3 separate regions of the Sus scrofa genome follow, and all the other regions are linked to region 1. The links are chromatin contacts, called in public Hi-C and HiChIP or PLAC-seq maps. All regions are on one chromosome and are shown on one strand. The core of a region is the stretch at or near the end of the contact, and the rest is flanking DNA. Distances in the headings are between cores, read along the strand shown.

What was found. Hi-C and Micro-C count contacts between places; a contact is called where the count stands out from the background. HiChIP or PLAC-seq counts read pairs in DNA pulled down with a chosen protein or histone mark.
Region 2: a contact with region 1 is called in a Hi-C map of skeletal muscle, with 2.1 times the contacts expected there. The contact joins the enhancer-like site here to the promoter of ZNF74 in region 1. A contact is called at or near these places in 7 of 47 Hi-C or Micro-C datasets (liver, retroperitoneal adipose tissue, skeletal muscle and 1 more) and 1 of 2 datasets of contacts at active chromatin or transcription factors (alveolar macrophages).
Region 3: an H3K27ac HiChIP or PLAC-seq map of alveolar macrophages shows a contact between it and region 1. The contact joins the promoter of DGCR2 here to the promoter of ZNF74 in region 1. A contact is called at or near these places in 4 of 47 Hi-C or Micro-C datasets (brain, fetal heart ventricle, psoas muscle and 1 more) and 1 of 2 datasets of contacts at active chromatin or transcription factors (alveolar macrophages).

What each region holds. Positions count from the first base shown.
Region 1 is chr14:50,868,296-50,871,908 of Sscrofa11.1, reverse strand. It overlaps ZNF74 (zinc finger protein 74), which reads left to right and starts at 1,964. Exons shown (of 5, transcript XM_021073672.1): 1 at 1,964-2,869; 2 at 3,189-3,274. The coding sequence starts at 2,836.
Region 2 is chr14:50,969,655-50,973,267 of Sscrofa11.1, reverse strand. No RefSeq gene overlaps it. Among named protein-coding and RNA genes, the nearest start is that of SLC25A1, 6.1 kb to the left of the region's middle. Within about 2 kb of position 1,762, at least 72 of the 83 cell types and tissues checked have an H3K27ac peak or open chromatin away from gene starts, as enhancers often do. A contact at or near this core is called in alveolar macrophages, liver, retroperitoneal adipose tissue and 2 more, where this site is marked.
Region 3 is chr14:50,933,893-50,937,505 of Sscrofa11.1, reverse strand. It overlaps DGCR2 (integral membrane protein DGCR2/IDD), which reads left to right and starts at 1,903. Exons shown (of 10, transcript XM_001929599.7): 1 at 1,903-2,176. The coding sequence starts at 2,098.

The sequences.
Region 1 (3,613 bases), core at 715-3,214:
TTTTTTTAGGGCCACAGCAGTATATGGAAGTTCCCAGTCTCCCAGTCTAGGGGTTGAATTGGAGCTACAGCTGCTGGCCTATGCCACAACCACAGCAATACTGGATCAGAGCCATGTCTGTGACCTACACTAAGCTCTTGGCCATGCCGGATCCTCAACCCAAGGAGCAAGGCCAGGAATCGAACCCAAATTCTCATGGATCCTCATGATCGATCAATGGATTCTTCATTACTGCTGAACCACGACAGGAGTGAACTCCCTCCCTGACCTCATCTCTGATCTCTCAGCAGCACCTACAGAGCTGGCCATGCCGTTCTGCCCACATCCTCCTGACCACCCCAGAACAGATCCATCTATGACAGCATGTATCAATACTTTATGGAATACTATTCCATTGTGTAGATATTCCACATTTTACTTACCCATTCATCATTTGATGGTCCTTCGGGGAGTTTTCACTTTTTGGTTATTATGAATAACAGTGCTATAAATATTTGTGCACGAGTTTTAGTAAGGACATATGGTTGTTTTTGTTTTTGTTTTTCATTTTTGGCTGTCCCATGGCATATGGTGTTCTCAGGCCAGGGATCAGATCTGAGCCACAGTTGCAACCTGTGATCTTTTAACATACCATGCCGGGCCAAGGATGGAACCTATGTCCTGGAACTGAAGAGACAGTGCTTCATCCCCGCCACACACATCTCATTGCACCACAGTGGAACTCTAATATTGTATGTTTTTATTTATCTTAGGTATGTATATAGATATGTATATTAAGAAGCGGAGGAGTTTCTGTCGTGGCTCAGCGGTTAACGAATCCGACTAGGAACCATGAGGTTGCGGGTTCGATCCCTGCCCTTGCTCAGTGGGTTAAGAATCCGGCGTTGCCGTGAGCTGTGGTGTAGGTTGCAGATGCGGCTCGGATCCGGCGTTGCTGTGGCTCTGGCGTAGGCCAGTGGCTACAGCTCCGATTCAACCCCTAGCCTGGGAACCTCCATATGCTGCGGGAGTGGCCCAAGAAAAAAAGTGGAATTGTTGGATCATATGGTAACTCTAGAAGCATACCTTGGAGATATTGCTGGTTTGGTTCCAGACCGTTGCAGTAAAGTTAATACCACAATAGTCACACAGATTTTTGGTTTCTCAATGCATATAAATGTTATTTGTTTTCACACTATAGTATATTAAGTGTACAATAGCATTCATTATATCTAAAAAATGTACATGCCTTAAAAATAATTTATTGCCAAAAAATGCTAACCATTGCCTGAGCACAGCTTACAGCCAAGTGGAATCTGGGCTCCAAGCCAGGAGGGAGGGTGGCAGTGTTAGAGCACTGTGTGAAGGAGGGGTCCACACCTACACCCAACCTCTTTCCACAGCCCCTGGGGGTGGATGGGGCCAAGTCCACCTGGTCTGAGAGTAGGCTGGGACTCTACCACCTCCTCCCCAGGTGCTCAGTTGCAGAAGGGGCAGCAGGGGCAAAATCTGTGGGAAATTCTTTGAGGGCCCACCAACTACCTCTGGTGTCCAGGGTGGGGTGCCTGAGTCATTAAAAATGGATGTCACCTTGAGAAACTGACCAGCATGATCCATAATCCTGGGTACTACCCTCCCCAAACCCCGCAATTAGACCCACATGCAGCAGTCCAGCACACCCACACAGGAACATCCCCGCCACACACATACCCACCACACAAGAATCACACTCACAGACACAAAGAACATACACTACATACACAGACACACATATATAAACACTGGGACACATACCACATATAACCCCCCCGCATACCACACATGAAACACACCACACACACATCACGTACACACACACTACATATAACAGAGATACTTACCACACACTGACACCATGCCAACCACACACATATAAACACCACACAAACACACCACACATATCCACCACACAAGAATCACACTCAGACACACAGTATACACACCACACACACATTACATACATAGACACACATCCCCTCCACACACACACACACCACCCATACATCACACCACACACATATAATATACCACACACGCATCACATGCACACACCATACATACCCACCATAAAAGAATCACATAAACAGATGCAGTACACACCACACACACACACACACACACACACACACACACACATCACACATAAGCACACCACACGCATGACAGTCACACAAACACCACACCACACACCCCATGGGCCGAGATGTAAGCGCCTTCTGCAGCAATATTGGTAGGGGGCGGGGCCAAAGGGCAGAGATTTTGACCCCTTAACTACACTTCCCAGAAGGCTGTGGTATACGCTCGTCCACGTCTGACGTCAGAGCGGCTCCGGCCCCGGCGCCCTCTAGGAAATAGAGTCCGCCCCTGCGTAGCGCAAAGGCTCCCGGGAGTTGCAGTGCGCGCCGAGTCCGCGCAGGCGCCCGTCCCCGCGGCGGCGGCCAGGCGCTCCTTTGTGGCGGCCGCTGTCTTTTTGTGGGAGGCGGGTCGGCTCGGCCGCGCGTGTAGCCTGTCGTCTGTGGGTCTTTCTGTCCGTTCGCCCCGAGCCTGTGTGCCGCCCCCGAGACTCCCGGCTCCGGGCGGCCGAGCCCGAGACCTGGCCGGCCCGCGCGGGCCGGGTGCGCGGGTGACAGGCCGTGGGGCACTCAGGTGATGGGGCGCGATCGTAGCCCCGGGTCCGGGGCGCCTGCGGAGCCTGCCTGACCCCGACCTTGGGTCGCGGGCTGAACCTGCAGGGCTGCGGCGAGGTGCCCTGAGCCTGGGAGCGGGCCTGTCCCTCCCTCCAGCCCCCGCCAGCGGCGGCCGCCGAGAGAGGGCGCCATGGAGACCCCGGCCCCGGAGCCCCGGGAGACAGGTAGGTTGTGTCGGTGGGCCTGCAGGTTTGCGCTCAGGGGGCGGGCTGGGTTCCTAGACGCGCTACGGGGTCGCGACTCCTGCCTCTTCACTGGGGCATCCCCGCGGAGGAGGAGGAAGGAGCGGCGGTGTTTCTCCTCCGTGACTGGAATGTCTGAGACACTGAGTGGCAGAATTAACCCAGATGCCGCACCAGGCTGTGCTGTAGTTCGGATGCTCTCATTTGCGGAGTGGTTCCTGACCTCCCTTGATTCTCCCGGGGCCAGGGCTGCTGGGGCTGTAGCTCAGCCGAGCCCCGCTGACTCATTTCTCCTTTCCAGCTCCGTCCTTTCAGGATCCTGCTCTTCTCCTCAAAGAGATGCCGGAAGATAAATTGGGTCAGGGTATCTTGGATGCCAAGTCCGAGGTGAGTGGCTCTTTTCTTCCTTTGAACATGTTCTTTATGAAGAAATTTGGCATCTTTCTTCCGCCCGAGATCTTCAGTCGTTCAAGGACCTCCCACCCCACCGTGGAGCCTTCTCTCCAGTCTTCAGGAAGCTCTTGGCGTGGGAAGAGAGTATGGGGGACGCTTGGATGTGCCCTCGAGATGAATATCCCTTCCAGCCTGATTCAGCCCAGGAGAGGGTTCATTGTCCAGCACTGTGCTGGGAGCTCTGAGTGGTTCTCATGAGATCACCTCACTCATCTTCACTTGCCGGCCCAGGGGATGTTTGTGGCAATTGGTCCTTGTTTGGGGGAGTTTTCT
Region 2 (3,613 bases), core at 513-3,012, 100 kb before region 1:
ACTGAGTTGAAAGCAGGGCATGGGGACCTATACTCAGGAGGGGTAGGGAGCCCGAGTAGCTCCCAGAGCCCCTTCCTTGTACCACACAGCACCACGTGGACAGCAGAAGCCCAGCCAGAAAAGCTTATTGAGATGGATCTGCGTACCCTGGGACTGTCAGCACAGAGGCACCACCTGCCCCACCCCCCTGCCTGTTCACAGCAGCCTGAATAGGTGGGGGCGGGGCGGGGGCGCTTCAGTTCTTGGAGGGAAGGGGCTGCTGCAGGGGCCAGGTCTCCTATGCCCAGGAAGGAGCTTGCTTGTGATGAGCACAGCTGCATTTAACCAAGATATTGATGGCTGCAGGTTGGTGGACCCTTGTCCTTGCAGCCCTGGGGGCAGTGGCAGAATGATGTGGGGAGATCTTCCAACAGGAAGCAGAGCAGAGGTCCTCATTCCCATGGGTGAGCCCTGCTCACCCACTACCGTACAGGAATCCCCTGGGTTTCTCCATGTCCTTATGTGGGTGATACATGGCAATCAGCTAATTACACACATTAAGCCACTCCTAGCAAATGGGTCTGTCTCCTTTTAGCCAACAAAAAGAATTCTGTCTTTCCAGCTGTACCCTCAGCCTACACAACAAACAATCTGAGCTGAGAATGCCAGAGTGTTTTCCTGGCTGACCCTCTACTTTCTACATGTTCTCAGATTCCCTGGACCAGATATTTGTAAAGGCACAGAATCAGGGGGTCTGGGGAACACTTGCCTCCTCAAAGTCTGGGAACAGGGACCAGAGGAGATGCAGACAGTAGATTGTGGACAAAACGTGGCACAGGCCAAGCAACTGGGTGATGCCTGTAGCCTTGTAGCTCCCCTCCTCCCACACCCACCTGGCAAATACCCCTGAGAACCTCCCCTCTGCTCAGAGGTTTTTTTGGTCCTTTGAGGGCCAGCACCGGCTGCATATGGAGGATCCTAGGGGTCTAGTCGGAGCTGTTGCTGCCCGCCTACGCCACAGCCACGCCAGATCCGAACCGCGACTGCACCCTACACCACAGCTCAATATCGGATCCTTTAAACCACTGAGCGAGGCCAGGGATCGAACCCACAACCACATGGTTCCTAGTCAGAGTCGTTTTGGCTGCGCCACGACGGTAACAACTCCTCTCTGCTCAGATTGTGCCAGGCCTTGATGCCCAACGCCTGTCACTTTTGTCTCTTTGGCGGGCCAGCCGGCCACACCCACCTCCCACTCACCCTTCCTTTGGCCCAGCCTCGCCCGGAGGCCCCACTCAAACAGAGGAGTGTCATCTGAGGTGACCTCCACTTATGGGCCATCACAGCGCCTCTGCTCAGCAGCCTGCAATGGCCCACCCCTCAAGCTGAGGGCCAGCCGGCCAGTCAACCCCTGCAGACCCTCCAGGCTGACCACACCCCAGAGCCCACGCCCCCCGCCCCCCCGCCGCCGCCTTCAGCGCTGTAGTGGGGGAGATAGACACTGCCGCAACTTTTACCAAGGCCCTGCCGCGGAGGAAGGTTGAGCCCGCAGGCCGACGGCTAAAAGCCTCAGACTGCCAGGACAGCTCAGTTTCCAGCCTCGGAGGTCCGGAGACACACAGCATGTTTCCTGGGCCCGTTCATGAGGGAAGACTCGGACCCACGGGCTGGGAACCTGGGACTCGGGTGGGAGCTGAGGCCAGCGGGGGCGGGGCCGCACGCTCCCGGAAGCCCGGCGGCGTGCGCTGGTGGCGTCACGGCGCGCCCACTTCGACGCGAACCCGCGCATGCGTTCGGCCCTCTCATTAGGTCTGAGACCGACCTTGCCAGTACCCTCAACCTTCGGTGTTCGGCCGGCGCAGCCTCCGTCGCCCGCCCCCCGGGTCGGCAGGCTGCTCACGCTGGACGTCAAGAGCTCTCCTGAAGCAGCCTGAGGGGACATCCTCCGGCCTCCCCACCCCCACCGTGAAATTCCTCAGTTTCCCCGAGCTGGACGCCTGCCGCGGCGGCCTGCCCTCTTCTTCGTCCCCGACCGCTGCACACTGCTGTTCCCTCTCACCAGCACTTCCTCACCCTCGACCTTTGCTCGGTAATCCGCACTGTCCTTCAAGACGTACCTGACCTATGTGCAGGGAGGGGGCCTGTTCCCCTTTTCCCGAACGGCCCTCTTCCTGTGTCTTCAGACCCAAACTTCCAAAAGGCAGAGCCTGGATCTGTGGCTCACCCCTCTGTCTTCCTCCCTGTGCAGCATTCTGCTCCAGAGTCCCTAGTCTCACCTGTGGGAAGGGAGATGTGGTCAGGAGGTCCTCCAGTCTCTCCGCTGCTCACCCTGCCCTGTCCTGCTTGCCTGGCCAGCTCCAATCCATGTAAGGCACGGTTGCCCATGCCACAGCCCTGTAGAAGAGGAGGCCAGGGCACACCCCTCTATGTCCCCTCACTTCTGGAGCCTGTCATTAACCCAGGATTCAGAGTCGGGCCTGGGGTAGGTCTCTGCAGAAGGCAGTCATAAACACAGGCCGAGTTACCTGGACAATGGGCCTCCTGCCAGGACCTTCTTTCTCAACCGGCCTCAATTCTGAGGTGGAAAAATCCAGGAGTTCCCATCGTTGCTCAGTGGTCAACGAACCCCGACTAGGAACCATGAGGTTGCGGTTTTGATCCCCTGGCCTCGCTCAGTGAGTTAAGGATCCGTAAGCTGTGGTGTAGGTCGCAGATGCGGCTTGGATCCCGTGTTGCTGTGGCGTAGGCTGGTGGCTACAGCTCCAATTCAACCCCTGGCCTGGGAACCTCCATATGCCGTGGCTGTTGCCCTAAAAAGACAAATACATACATACATACATACATACAGTGTTTCCTTGAAAATTAAAAATATATATATTATTAAAAAAAGAAAGAAAAATCCAGACAGAGACCAGACCTGTCTGGGATGTATGGAGGGCCCAGGTCTGCACAGTCCCCATCCTGGCACACCTATTGAGCAGGGTTGGCAGGTAGAGTCACCTCAGCTGGGTCACTGGTCCATACTCTGGGATGGGGCCCCAAGGGAAAGACAGAGTGTGCAGGCAGTGGCTCTTTGCTGGCCTCAGTCAGCATCCCCCTGGTCTGCGACCTGCTTCCTGGCCACAAATAATGGAGAGGAGAGTGTACCTTGCTTTGGAACCCCAGCTCAGTGGGGAGGCCAACACCCAAGGCCACTAGGAGTGAACAGGGCCAGACGTGGCATGGGGAAAGGGACAGGATGGGGAGGAGCTGGCCTAAAGGAAAGAAGGGGTCCCAAAGGGTGGGCAGAGGATATCTTCCCTTATTGCTAGTGGAGGCTTCCAGAGGTGGAGGCTGGAGCCAAGACCTGGGAGCCACTCACACCTGGCCTCTTGGCCTGTTGGACCCAGGAATTCATCCCTCCCTCTGGTTGTTGGGACTAGGCCTGGTCCAGTGAGCACTGCAGAGATGGAGACTAGCCCACGGCTGGAACTGCAGAGGTTCCGAGGAGGGGTCAACTGCTCCAGCGCCTGGCTGACAATTGAGCGGCCAAAGCAGATTAACCCTGGTGCTAATCCCCGCTAATGGCTTCAGAATCCCCGGCGCCTAGCGGCTAAGCCGGCCTTTCTCCGCAGCACGGCCGGCCCTCCCTGGC
Region 3 (3,613 bases), core at 654-3,153, 66 kb before region 1:
GAGCCAGGGCTACTGATGGATCGGTGGGCTGATTTCTGCAAGCTGAGGCATCCCTGGAAATGCAGGGCATGTACATGGTCCCATCAGTCTGAGGCTCAGTAGGAAATGGGAGTCGCTCTCAAGTTAGGGATCTCTGAGGTGGGCTACAGATATGGAGCAGAGGGTAGGGAACCCTGTTGTAGTAGCAGAACTGGAAGAAGGGCAGATGGTCACTAGGACCTGGGAGGAAGAGGGCAGAGAGGGCCACCTTGAGAGAAGCAGTGATCTCAGGTGGAGGCTTCAGGAGCCCATGGGGAAGGGGCTGGGGAGATGTCCCTGACCTAGAAGCCTTTGATAGTGTCCATGCAGGCAGTCTGCTGGGCACACAGCAGACCAAGAAGGCGGGTGGGGTGGTCAGGAGGGGCAAGGACTCCTGGCCCAGTGGTCACTGCAGCTTAGGAAGCTGGTGCTCTGCCCTCCCCCTGCATGGTTTAGGTGGACTTTTCACTTCCCTGTATGGCTCTCATCCAAAACTTTGCTGGTCTCTGACAGTGGCTCTGCAGGGGTTGGAGGTGACAGCTGGTAGGGCTTTCTACTCTTGACTGTGACTTCCCTTCTGGTGGTCTTCCCAGCTGTAGCCCTGGCTGGGCTCCCAGGGCAGGTGTGGGGCTGGGGGCAGAAGGCTGGGCCTGGATCCAGTACAGCAGCTGCTGGGGGAATGCTCCCTGAGGACATGCCTACAGGACAGTGTTAGGCAGGGACTGCCATTTCTACCAGTAGTGGGGCCTCTCTGCTGTGGGCCCCCTTTGTCCAGCATCTTCTCTGGGCCATGCCCTGAGGAGACAGGAGCAGGCAGGTCTGGTCTGGTCTTGGGGTTGATGTTGGTCAAACGCATCTGCAGGGAGTGGGTACTTCTCTCAGATGATTCTAAGTGTCCCTGGCTGGAATCCCGGGACATTCAGGATGAGCATGCCCTGAAAGGGCTCAGGGTAACTGCTCCTTGGAGTGAGCTGGGGGGTTGGAGGTGGGCCAGGTGGGTGCCTACCAACCTTGGCCCTATCTGGCCTTTGCTCCCATCCTCACCCTCTTCCCCAGCCCCGACACCCTGGGCCAGGCCTTGTGTGCGTGGCTGGTGGTCCTTCCTATCTCTGAGAACACCCCATCTGCTGTGTCCCCTCCCACGATGACAGGTGCATGGCCAGCACTTGGAGTATTGTCCCCACTGGCTTCCCTCCATGCACACAGGCCTGCTGTGGCAGCAGTTGTGCCAGCGTCCCTGCCTCCCCCCTTGTGTAGGCAGGGCCCTTCCTCCAGAGGCCGGCTTTGCTCACAGTCACTAGGATCTGGGCTTCCCTGTCACCTCTCCTTGGTGACCCTCCCTGAGGCTACTTCCTCCTCTGAAACATTTCAGTTGTGCGTGCGGGGGAAGCCACACACATGCATGTTCCCTACACGGTGGAACCGCCTTCAGAACCTCTTCATAGATAGTCCAGATTCCACTCCACAGCGGTTCCGCTTTAAAAAGACCACTTTGGGGTGCACTCTGTGACCGCTGACGAGACCTGGGCCATCTGGTGCCAGAGGTGTGAAGACCCTCGGTGTCCCACTAGCTCCCCCTGCGCACTGCCCCACTCCCTTCAGGCCACGCCCCCGGGCCGCGCCGGCCCATGAACGTCCCGCCCTTTCCGTGTCGGTCATCTAGGCCCCACCACCCCTGTCCCCCGTCCTAGGATCCGGGCCCTTTGGAGGCCGCGCCGCTGAGGCTCCGCCCCAAACACAACCTCTCTGCTCAGCCAATGGTACCCTTGACACTTCGTAACCCCGGCCGCCCTCGGGCCACGCCCCTTTCGGACACTGCGCTTGGGAGGGCACGGGCCACGCCCTTCTCGGAGCTCATTGGCCAGCGCCGCGTCGCGGGCGGGGGCGGGGCGGCGCGGACCGAGCAGGACAGCCGCCATCTTGCGCGGAGCTGGAGTCGGAGCCCGAGGCTGTGGCCGAGAGCGCGCGTCCCTCCGCCCCTCCCGGAGCTTTTTCCCGCCGCGTCCTCGTCCGGCCCGGCCCGGCCCGGCCTCCCCGTGGGGTCGCGCGGCCGCCCCGGGGACGATGAACGGAGGATAAATGGTGCCCAAGGCAGACAGCGGCGCCTTCCTGCTGCTTTTCCTTCTGGTGCTCACGGTCACCGAACCGCTGCGGCCAGGTGAGCGGCGGTGGGGGCGGGGCTGAACCCCGCGGGGCCGGCGCCGGGACCTTGGGGAGCCTGTGGACCCGCGTCCGCGCTTGACCGGAGCGAGAGCAGTGGGGGTCTGGCCGGGGGTCGCGGGGGCGGCTCGGGGCATCTGGTCTGCACGGTCGCTCGGCCTGTGAGCCCCCGAGCTGGGCCCTGGGAGTGCTCCTGGTCTGTGGTCCCCAGAGGCTTTCGGAGGGCCCCGGGAGCGTGTGTTTTCTGAGGAAGCCTGTGGTGGGGAGTCGGGGTTGCCGCAGCCGGAAGATCCCGGACAAGTCTACCTGTGTCTGACGGACCATCTCCTTCAACGAGAAAATCAATTCCCCAAAGACAGGGCCGATTTATCCGTCAGGAACAAGAGACCGGGTGCTTTAAGTGGCCTGCCAAAGTGTTTTCTTTGAAAATCAGTAGGAAGAAGCCCTGAACTTTTAGATAAAAGTAAATGTAATATGTACATATAAATTCATTCAACTTTGTACCAATGCAGTTGAAAAGCATGATTCTTGGTGCTCCCGCTGTGGCGCAACGGTATCGACGGCGTCTTGGGAGCCTTTGGGACACGGGCTCTATCCCCGGCCCTGCACAGTGGGTAGATCCAGCGTAGCTGAAGCTGCGGCTTGGGTCGTACTGTGGCTCCTATCTGATCCCTGGTCCAGAAGTTCCATATGCCGTGGAGCGGCCAAAAATGACAGACAAGAAGAGAGAAAGAAAAAAAAAGGGAGTTCACGTTGTGGCGCAGTGGTTAACGAATCCGACTAGGAACCATGAGGTTGAGGGTTCAATCCCTGCCCTTGCTCAGTGGGTTAAAGATCCGGCGTTGCCGTGAGCTGTGGTGTGGGTGGCAGACGCAGCTTGCATCCCGAGTTGCTGTGGCTCTGGCGTAGGCCAGTGGCTACAGCTCCGATTCAACCCCTAGCCTGGGAACCTCCATATGCCATAGGAGTGGCTCAAGAAAAGACAAAAAAAAAAAGGCTTTTTCTTAATGGAGGAGGGGGTCCATGCAGTGCCAAGGGCTGTCTTGTGTGAGTGCCATAGGACCCAGGTGTGTCCTCGCAGGCAGGGAGCACAGCATTGTGCAGGTCCCCACCAGGGTCGAATTCTGGGCACACTGTACTGCTCAATGTCTCTGCCCACACTCAACCTGGAGTCTCCAGTTATGTCTCTGGGCCCCCAGAGCAGATCTGGTTGTTCACGGTCAGGGATGTTCTCTGGGTAGGGGGACTGGTTGTGGGAAAGGAAGAGGCTTCCTGTGGAGGGGTACTGTCTAGGTTCTTGGGAACCAGAACCACTAGATTTGTGGAGTTTCGTGGTTAAGTTCTTTTGGAAACACAGGTACACCTGCAGAGAGGTGATAGTCGTCCCGTTTGACCCTGGGTCCTGATTTCTCACGTTATGTCACTGGACTCTGAG